Regions from separate parts of the Ovis aries genome. Here region 1 is linked to region 2. Evidence: chromatin contacts called from public Hi-C data. All regions are on one chromosome and are shown on one strand. Each heading gives the region's core, a stretch centred on a gene start, on an enhancer-like site or on the middle of the called end of the contact. The rest is flanking DNA. Distances are from core to core; before and after follow the strand shown.

Region 1 (4,894 bases), core at 596-3,095, 56 kb before region 2:
AAGTCACGCAGGAGCCAGCCCAGCCTGGCTGCCTTCTCTGGGCCTGGACCACCCGCCTCCAGCTCGAGTGAGAAGGAGGTGCTGTGTCTCCCCGCTGCCAGCAGCCAGGGGCCTGGTTAACCCCCATGCAACGCTCTCCTTTCACTCCACCCATGCTGTCTATGGCCTGCTTTCCTCGCACTAGGACTTCTAACATGAAGCCATGAGCTCCAATATGCTGTCACAGCTGCTGACGGCCGCCGATGAACAACAGCAGCAAAAGCAATCACCTACTGAATGCCTCTGATGCACCAGGGACTGGTGTAAGCACATGACCCCTAATCACTCTTTTAATCCCCACACTCTGAGGGAGATGTTATTACCCCCTTCAGAGATGAGGAAACCAGGCAAGGGAGTTAATTACACGTCCAAAGTCAGAGGGACAGAAAGTTGCAAAATTAGAATTGGAAACTAGGCAGACTGCGGCCAGAGTCCAGCTTCCAACCACTGCTTTGTGCTGCTACCCATTGCAGGGCAGCCCCCCGCAGGCGCTCCGGGCTGACCACAGCACCCGAACACTGGCACAGGCATGGCTCTGCACCTTCTCATGCCCTTGCACACACACACACACACCCCCAGGACGACCACATCAACGACCAACATCAGCTGCTGCCAACACACACACACACACACACGCACAGACACCCCCCCCCAGGGACGACCACATCAACGACCAACATCAGCTGCTGCCACACACACACACACCCCCAGGACGACCACATCAACGCCCAACATCAGCCGCTGCCAACACACACACACACACACACACACGCACGCACACACCCCCCCCCAGGACGACCACATCAATGACCAACATCAGCTGCTGCCACACACACACACACACACACACACCCCAGGACGACCACATCAACGACCAACATCAGCTGCTGCCAACACACACACACACACACACACCCCAGGACGACCACATCAACGACCAACATCAGCTACTGTCACACACACACACAGACACACACACACACCCCAGGACGACCACATCAACGCCCAACATCAGCCGCTGCCAACACACACACACACACACACACACACACACACGCACGCACACACCCCCCCCCCAGGACGACCACATCAACGACCAACATCAGCTGCTGCCAACACACACACACACACACACCCCAGGACGACCACATCAACGACCAACATCAGCTGCTGTCACACACACACACAGACACACACACACACACACACACCCCAGGACGACCACATCAACGACCAACATCAGCTGCTGCCACACACACACACACACACACACACACACACACACCCCTAGGACAACCACATCAACGACCAACATCAGCTGCTGCCACACACACACACACACACACATCCCTAGGACGACCACATCAACGACCAACATCAGCTGCTGCCACACACACACACACACACACACACACACACACACACACACCCAGGACGACCACATCAACAACCAACATCAGCTGCTGCCACACACACACACAGACACACACACACGGATTCCGGGAGACAGTGGGATCCTACACAAGGTGGGTTCTGGGCCATGCTCTTGTGTTCACCAGGAAACACGGGGATCCTGGGCTCTGCCCGGGGTCAGGGGAGGAAAGCGCCAGGGAGGCTGGCAGGAGGACCTGGCGCCAGGGCTAGGAGCCAAGCGGCAAAGCTGCGCTGCGGCCTGAGAGTTGCCTGTAGAGGGCAGTGTGTGCCAGCATTGGGCAGGACCCTGCCAAACCTAGCTACTCCGCCTGACCCCTCCAGGCTGTGAGATTCACCACCCACCAGCCGGCCCCCAAGCTCATTTGTTCTTTCTTTCGTTCAGAAATACATGTACTAGCTAGGCACCTACTCCATGCCCTTCTATGACAGACAGCATCATACACAAACGAACAAACCGTTACGGGTACCCCATCATTCCAAGACCCGAGGTATGAGTGTGGGGAGGGAGCAGCTGGGGGCAGGGGGGTGGGATCTGTAAGAGAGGAGGGAGGAAGAGGAGGGGCTGGCCAGGAAAGCTCAGAGTAGGCTTCTGCAATGATCACATCTGAAAATGAACTCTCTTTCCCCTGGGCTCCAAAGTGCATTTAGAGGTGCCCAGTTGCTCCCTTCTCTCCCCCAAATAAAAGCGAGCAGGGTGTGCCTCGTTTGGAGCTCCCCCTCTGCCAGTCACCGGGCCTCAGTTTCTCCAGCTATCTGGCAGGAGAAAAGGCAGGCCAAGGCCGCCGGGGACCTTGCCAGGCCCCACCCGGTTTCCAAGGAACTGGGCTCGCAGTCGAGGTACCCCTCCCGCGCAGCCAAAGGGTTCCTCCGAAGCCTGTGGTCAACCCGCCGCTTCCTGGGAACCCTAAGACAAGACCAGGGACAGAGACAGGCAGGGAGGGATGCGGATGCGGCCATCTAGAGGCTCCAGGACGAGGGGGGGCAGGGCGATGGAGGCAGCAGTCCCGAGGGGTCCCAGGTGAGACCCCAGGATAGGGTGGATGTGTCCGGCTCCAGAGTAGAGGACAGAGGTCTACCAGAGATGGGTGCTGAGACACCTGGCGGAGGTGACTGGTGTGTCAGGGCCAGTCCGGAGTATCCTAATGGGCTTGCCTGAAGAAATCTGCGACCGAAGGCAGTGGGGGCACCGGAGAGCCGCCAGGTCCGAAAGGGAGGGTGCTGAGAAGTGCCCCGGAGATTCAAGGGCAGTGCTAGAGACCTTGACAGACCGGTCCTAGACAGGTGCGAGGCTAGGTCAGGGCTGGGGGACCTCCCCGAGGAGGGGTCCCGGATTTGTGGGAAAAGTCGAGTAGCGCCCGCCACCGCGGTGCGCAGAAAAAGAAACCGAAAGTGGCGCGGAAGGGCGGGCCTGGAGGGGGCGGAGCCGGCAGGGGCGGGGCCTCGCAAGCCCCAAGCCTCAGAGCCGGTTTAAAAGACTGGTGCAGGGGCGGGCGCGCAGCAGAAAGAGCTGCGGCCGTGGCAGCTGCACGGCTCCCGGCCCCGGAGCATGCGCGAGAGCCGCCCCGGAGACCCCCGCCGCCCCGCCCGCGGCGCCCCGCGCCCCGCCGCCAGGTGAGACGGACGCTGGGCGACGAAGCTAGAGGGAGAGGGGAGGAACGCACGGGACCGCCCGGGGCCGGGGCGGCCTCGGGGGCTGCGTGGTGGGGTCGCGGCCGCCACGCCCCTGGCCCCTGCGGGCCCCAGCCTGGCGGACCCCGCGCTTGGGGTACCCGCAGCGCCGCTTTCTCCTGCTTTTTTGCCCGAATCGCCCGGACGAGGCGCCCGTTCCCGCCCTGGCCGGCAGGCGGCAGCCGCGGGGCGGTGAGCCGAGGACCCGGTGGCCCGAGTCCGGGACAGGCTTCTGCTCGGCGCTTCTCTCCACGCCCCCTTCTCGACTCGGACTCGGAGGCGGCACAGCGCGCCGCCGAGCTCCCACCCGCCAGCAAGCCCATTTTCTAGATGAGTCCACTGAGGCTCAAAGGGCCGCGCGGACGCAGGCTTGAGCCCTCGGCCCTTTAGGAGCGGCTCAGCCCAGGGCCCCGCCCCTCCCGAGCTGCCTCGCGGGCCCTCACCTGCCCAGTCTCACCCGGACTCCCTGCTCACTGCCTGTCTCCCCCATCAGCGCACCCCCGGACGCTATGGCCCACCCCTCCGGCCGGCCCCGCGTGTAGGATGGTAGCACACAACCAGGTGGCAGCCGACAATGCAATCTCTACGGCAGCAGAGCCCAGACGGCGGCCAGAGCCTTCTTCCTCCTCCTCTTCTTCTTCCACCTCCTCGCCCTCGTCCGCGGCCCCGGCGCGCCTGCGGCCCTGCCCGGCGGCCGCGGCCCCGGCCCCCGGCGATACACACTTTCGCACGTTCCGCTCGCACGCCGAGTACCGGCGCATCACCCGCGCCAGCGCGCTCCTCGACGCCTGCGGCTTCTACTGGGGGCCCCTGAGCGTGCACGGAGCGCACGAGCGGCTGCGCGCCGAGCCCGTGGGCACCTTCCTGGTGCGCGACAGCCGACAGAGGAACTGCTTCTTCGCCCTCAGCGTGAAGATGGCCTCGGGCCCCACGAGCATCCGCGTGCACTTCCAGGCCGGCCGCTTCCACCTGGACGGTAGCCGCGAGAGCTTCGACTGCCTCTTCGAGCTGCTGGAGCACTACGTGGCGGCTCCGCGCCGCATGCTGGGGGCCCCGCTGCGCCAGCGCCGCGTGCGGCCGCTGCAGGAGCTGTGCCGCCAGCGCATCGTGGCCACCGTGGGCCGCGAGAACCTGGCGCGCATCCCCCTCAACCCCGTCCTCCTCGACTACCTGAGCTCCTTCCCCTTCCAGATCTGACCGGCCGCGCACCGCAGCATTAACTGGGCCCCCCCGCCCCTTATTATTTTCTATTATTAATTATTATTTCCCCTGGACCATGTGGGTGCCCTCCCCACCTGCGTTGGAGGGAGCGGGCGTAGGGGGCGAGGCGCCTCCGGCCCTGGGCTGGAGACCAGGCCGCAGATCCCTCCCCACCTCTTGAGGGGTGCCCTCTCCTGGTGCTCCCTCTGGGTCCCCCTGGTTGTCGTAGCAGCTTAACTTAAAACTGTATGTGGGACCAGGGCCTGAACTCGTACCTCCTACCTCTTCATGTTTACATATACTCAGTATCTTTGCACAAACCAGGGGTTGGGGGAGGGTCTCTGGCTTTATTTTTCTGCTATGCAGAATCCTATTTTATATTTTTTACCACCAGTTTAGGTAATAAACTTTATTATGAAAGTTTTTTTTTTTTAAGAAAAAAAGTTTCTAGAGCGTGTGCTTTGGTCAAAGGTTTTCCACGGTTCTGAGTGGGTCCGGGTTCCTAATATTGACCTGGGTGTGGCTGGAGGTGGTGTGTGGCCCCCCCAGGTTC
Region 2 (4,961 bases), core at 1,623-4,122:
TGTCCAATCACATCACTTCTTAGCTGTAAACCCTCCATGTTTTGGCTTTTTAAAAAAATCATTTATTTTTAGCTGCGCTGGATCTTCGCTGCTGCTTTCTCTAGTTGTGCCGAGTGGGGGCTATTCTCTAGTTGAGGCGCGCGGGCTTCTCATTGCAGTCGCTTCTCTTGTTGCAAAGCACGGGCTCTAAGGTGCGCAGGCTTCAGTGGCTGTGGCTGCTGGGCTCCAGAGCTCAGGCTCAGTAGTGGCACATGGGGTTTAGTTGCTCCAATCTTCTCAGATCGGGGCTTGAACCCATGTCTTCTGCACTGGCAGGTGGATTCAGTAATTCTTTACCACTGAGCTACCAGGGAAGCCCTACTTTTTGGCTTTAAAACATCCACTGCTCTCAGCTCCGAGGCTAAAGCTCCTGGAGGAGACTCGGGGCCTCGAGTGGTAGCTCAGGCAGGAGCCTTGGGCACAGGGTCACGTCAGGATGTTCCCCTGCCTTTCTGTTCGTCTTATCTATCACAATCATCTCTCTAGGAGGAGCCCGGCCTAGCACTGGGCCGCTGCAGAGTGGGACCCTTGGCACGGATATGAGGTCTGAATTAACTAGGGAGGTGGTTTCAGGTGGCAGTGACATTCAGGTGTTGAGTAAGGGTGGTTCAAGGTGGGTACTTGCTACCGTTCTGGAGGGAAGCCGGGCTGGGCTGGACGGCCGTGGCCCAGGAGGAGGACTGGTGGGGACTGGTGGGCCACGGCAGGGCTGAGCTGGGGGAGGGAAGCTGAGGCTCAGGGCGGGGGGCGGCCCCACCAGGCCTCATCTGCACACTAGGCAGCTCCCAGGAAGCCCCACCTGTTCCCGGTGTGGTGATTCAAACCTATCTTCCTTTGGAGAAAAGCACTTCAGATGGTGAGGGTTTTTTTTTCCCATCGCCCTGAAGGGCGGCGAGGAGGCAGGACCACAGAGGGAGGGGTTCCAGCAGGCGGCCAGCTGGGAAATGGTCCTCCACATGGGATGCAAGGTCACTCAGGGACAAGATGCTGCCCCCTCCCTCCCAAACACCCTTCCATCTTCCAGGTACCGTCAGAGGAGGCTGGGCTGGGCCTGCCAGTCACCCTCCCCGAGGCAGACTCCTGAGGAAACCCTGGGCCCCTTGCAGTCAGAGGGTACATGCAGCTGGGGGCTCCTGAGCCTGCCTCACACAGAACCGGAGACCAGGAGATGCAGCGACTGGCCCATGGCCACCAGGCAGGCCCAGCAAGGGGAGTGGCGGAAGCTGCCCCTGAGAGTCTCATGGCAAGAGCCCCAGGCTCCCAGGCCGCCTGCCCTGGGTGCAGCACTTCACCCTTGCAGACCCCCGGTTCTCTCCATGAGCCAAACAACCCATGTAGCAGCAGGTTCCCGCCCTTGCTTTGCAGCCTGTTCCCGCCCTTGGTTTGCACCCCAAGCCTGCAGCGGTGACCTGGCTCCAGACTCTGCCTCCTGAGGAGAGGCTGGTACTGCCCGAAGAACCGGGAGGCTGAGGAGGAAAAGGCCACGGTCCGCAGGGCACCCTCTGAGGCAAGCTGCCCACAGGACTCTCCCATTGACACCGTCTCTGGCTCTCCCTGGCCGGGCCTGGGGCAGCCCGTGGTGCCAGACTGTGAACCGCATCCAGATGATTCCAACACCCATTCCCTCCTTCCTGTAAAGAGCCTGGGGCGCTCGGCCTGGCCGCCCGGGGGCAGCACGAAATGAAGGGTGGGCTGTGCCTGGAGGAGCCCACAGGCCTGTTTCCTCATTCGCAGGAAGTGTGCGCTGCAGGTGGGTGCTTGTGGGTCTCTCCCTGGGCTCCTGGGGCCTGTCTCCCCAGCCCAGGGCCCGGCCCAGCGAGGCTCTGAGACCCTCTGCAGGCAGGGAGCCGACAGCTGCTGCCCCAAGGCCGGTCTTCCACCTTCTCTCTGGGGGGGATCTTTCCAGCAAGTGCCTTTTTCGAGACTGAAGTTATTCCAGCATTTCACGTCACGAATGAAATCCCTGGACCTGTGCTGGGCACCCTGCAGGCCCTGCTGCAGAGCGGGGTCCAACCTCAGCCCTGGGCCTCGTGGGCAGGCTTCAGGGGAGGAATCCGGGCCTGTTGGGGAAGGGAGGCCTGCTGGCGGCCAGTGTCAGGCTGGCTACAGAGCAGGGGCCCCCACCTTCTCTTGGCATCGCCTCAACCCTTGCACGAGCAGGGAGCCCCCATTATGCCTTGCTCAACTTGGGTTTTACCTCGAGGCTCAGAGGTTCCGGCTGTTTCTGGGCCAGCTTGAAGCTGGAGTGTCACAAGTTCTGAGGACAACCTGTGATGCCACCTCTAGGGATTGCCAGAGCCCATGCTGCCCGGGAAAAGCACCTCCCGGCACAACCTCACCCAACTGTCCTCGGTGGGGAGCCCAAGGTGCAGCAACATTGCACCGGGCCCCATGCTCAGCCTACGAGGCAGGGATGTCACGAGCCCATTCTCTAGCTGTGGAAGGTGAGGCGCAGATGGAGCCCAGCAGCTGACAGACTCTCCAGGCTCATGGCACCCGACCTGCCGGGGCTTGGGAACTCTTTTCGGAGGTGTTCTCCCCGGCCCTCCTTTCGGGAACTGGGGGTACCTGGCCAGGGTGGGGGCGGGGAGGACCCAGTGGCTGCACCCTACCCGGCAGCTCCGATAGGGCAGGGGTGTCAGACTGCCGAGAACCTTCCCCTCTGCTGGGCTGTGGCCTTCCTGCCACAGAGCCAAGGAGCAGCGGCCACATTCTTGCTAACTCTTTTTTTTTTTTTATTGCCAAATTCAAATTTACAAGGAAGTTCCAGTTTTCATTTCCACCCTTGTGTTCAGTACCCACGAAGCATGAGTCATGCTGGCGAGAGCAGGTACTTCCCTGGAATGGTCCCGAGGCCCAGAAAGCATGAGGTTTCTCAATCCCACTCCACCCCGGGACAAGAATTATTTACATATTTTCAACTCGGAGGAACATAAGGAACCCTTACAGTTTCCGCCCCCTGTCATTGTGACTACATTAAATATTTCTTATTTATTGCGTCTAGAAAAGAAGGTGAGTGTTGGTCCTCACCCCGCCTCAAGCCTTTTGGACCAGTGCATCTTGAGACCTTAGGGAAATCTAGTGTATGTCTGTAGAGAGGTGCATTCCGTCACTCAGCCGCTGGTTGCAGGGCAGGTGTCTGGGGGAGTGCGGCGAGCTGCCTTCTGCAGAGTAGCAAGCAGGGCAGGCCTGGAGGGGCAAGGGGGCACAGAGGGTCTGGTGCTGCAGGGTCTGTCCTGGTACCACAGGACAATCAATACCCCCTCCCGGGTGGGTGGGGGAGCACGTGGCTGTCTGACTTTGAGGCGCCCCTGCTGGCAAACCAGAAACACGTGCTTTTCCCTAGCCACTTTCAAAGCTGATATTTGGGGGTAGATGTGACCAGCTCTGCTCCTGACTTGACAAACCCAACGGGCCTGATGTGGACTTGGGGAGGGTCTCTGGAGGGACAGGATGTGGAGATGGAGGGATGGGTGATCTGAGTCTGGTACCCACGTGTCACGTGGCCATGGCCCCCGCCCACCCCAGGCTCACCAAGTATTCCTGGTTCTAACTCTCTCTGCCCCGGAGACCCAGTGCCTGCTGTCTAGAAGGGCCCCTCTGGAGGTGCCCCCACTGTTCGCTTTTCAGGGGTGCTCCTGAAGACACGGCTGTGCCCAGTGCTGCCCAGACAGTGGGGATCTGGCTGCCAGCAGGCTTTGGGCGGCCCGGGACCAACCCTGCGAGCCCACCTAGGGAGAGGTCTGCCCCTGGGCCAGGCATGGGGTGGAAGCTTGGCCTGATCGCACCTTCTGCTCAACAGCCCACGGAGGCCGGTCTTCGTTTAGCTCTCCCGCCCGGCGATGCTGCCCCGGGTCCTTCCGGGCATGTGGTCCCTGCTGGCTGAGACCTTGCTCCTTTAGAGCTTGAAGGGCTGGGTCCACCTGCCTGGGCTTCTTCCTCAGAATAATGCCACTGGCCTTTCCTCCTTTCTGCTGCTCCAAAATCGTTTCAAAAGTAGAAGTGGGGGGCTCCGGAGTGATCCTGCGCCTCATCCAGCAGGGGCACCAGTGGGGTTCCCCCTTGACAACACACACTTTCTCCATCCTTCTGTCCCCGTTGCCTGTCCTTTCTGGAGGGCTCCGCTGAAGGTCATGGCTTGTCCCTCCTTGCTGGGGCCCCTGGAATTTCTGCCGAAATGGCCCTGTCTGAGCTGGGTCTTTTCCCCTGATGGTGCTGGCTGGTCTCACCTGCCCAGGGGCTTCTGATGGCTGGAAAGACCTGTCCCGCAGATGCCATGCCCCTTCCTCGTGGGAACCGGGTGTTTCCTTCAGGAGGCTGACTCTGCCCAGGCAGGCCCTGCCTGATTGCAGATGGAGGAGGAGGCGAGGGGGACGGGGTCCTCTAACAGGTGAGTTTGCGTAGCATTTTCTGAGGCCGCTTGATAACCCAGCCCGGCCAGTGCTGACACGGTGGGTGCTCACACTCTTGTGGGAACACGTGGAAGCCAATTCTGCAAGGTCTGAACATGGATCAGTGAGGTGAGGGTCGCTTGGCTGTGCCTGGTTTGAGCAGAAAGAACATCTTGGGAGCTTTATCGGATAGAGGAGACCTGGTCTGCACACACCAAGCCCAAATGGAGAAGGAGCCAGGGGTTTTCATTACAAAACCAAACCAAACACAAATGAGCTTGCATCTTTACAGCAGCAGCTGAGAGGAAGAGGGACAAAACCCAGGCTCCTAGGACATCATGTCCTCGCTGCTGGGCAGGGGGTGACCCTTGGGGTGTTCCTGCCTGTGGGCACCCACACAGCTGAGCAGCAGCCTTGGAGCACGGTTTCCATGACCTTTTCTTTCCATCAGAGCCTCAGAGGCCAGAGTCCCTGCAGTCCCACACAGTTCTTAGGCAAGTGGAGAGATGGTGACAATTGAAGGCCATGCTG

The links. A called contact is a pair of places that touch in the nucleus more often than the background predicts.
Region 1: a Hi-C map of tail adipose tissue shows a contact between it and region 2, with 2.0 times the contacts expected there. The contact joins the promoter of SOCS1 here to the enhancer-like site in region 2. A contact is called at or near these places in 5 of 16 Hi-C or Micro-C datasets (blood, hypothalamus, liver and 2 more).

What each region holds. Positions count from the first base shown.
Region 1 is chr24:10,434,094-10,438,987 of ARS-UI_Ramb_v3.0, reverse strand. SOCS1 (suppressor of cytokine signaling 1) reads left to right here and starts at 1,845. Exons shown (of 2, transcript XM_042239945.2): 1 at 1,845-1,961; 2 at 3,635-4,764. The coding sequence starts at 1,886. The coding sequence ends at 4,338.
Region 2 is chr24:10,378,827-10,383,787 of ARS-UI_Ramb_v3.0, reverse strand. It overlaps CLEC16A (C-type lectin domain containing 16A), which reads right to left. Exons shown (of 22, transcript XM_060405630.1): 22 at 2,761-4,961. Among named protein-coding and RNA genes, the nearest start is that of SOCS1, 56 kb to the left of the region's middle. Within about 2 kb of position 2,872, at least 6 of the 54 cell types and tissues checked have an H3K27ac peak or open chromatin away from gene starts, as enhancers often do. A contact at or near this core is called in tail adipose tissue, where this site is marked.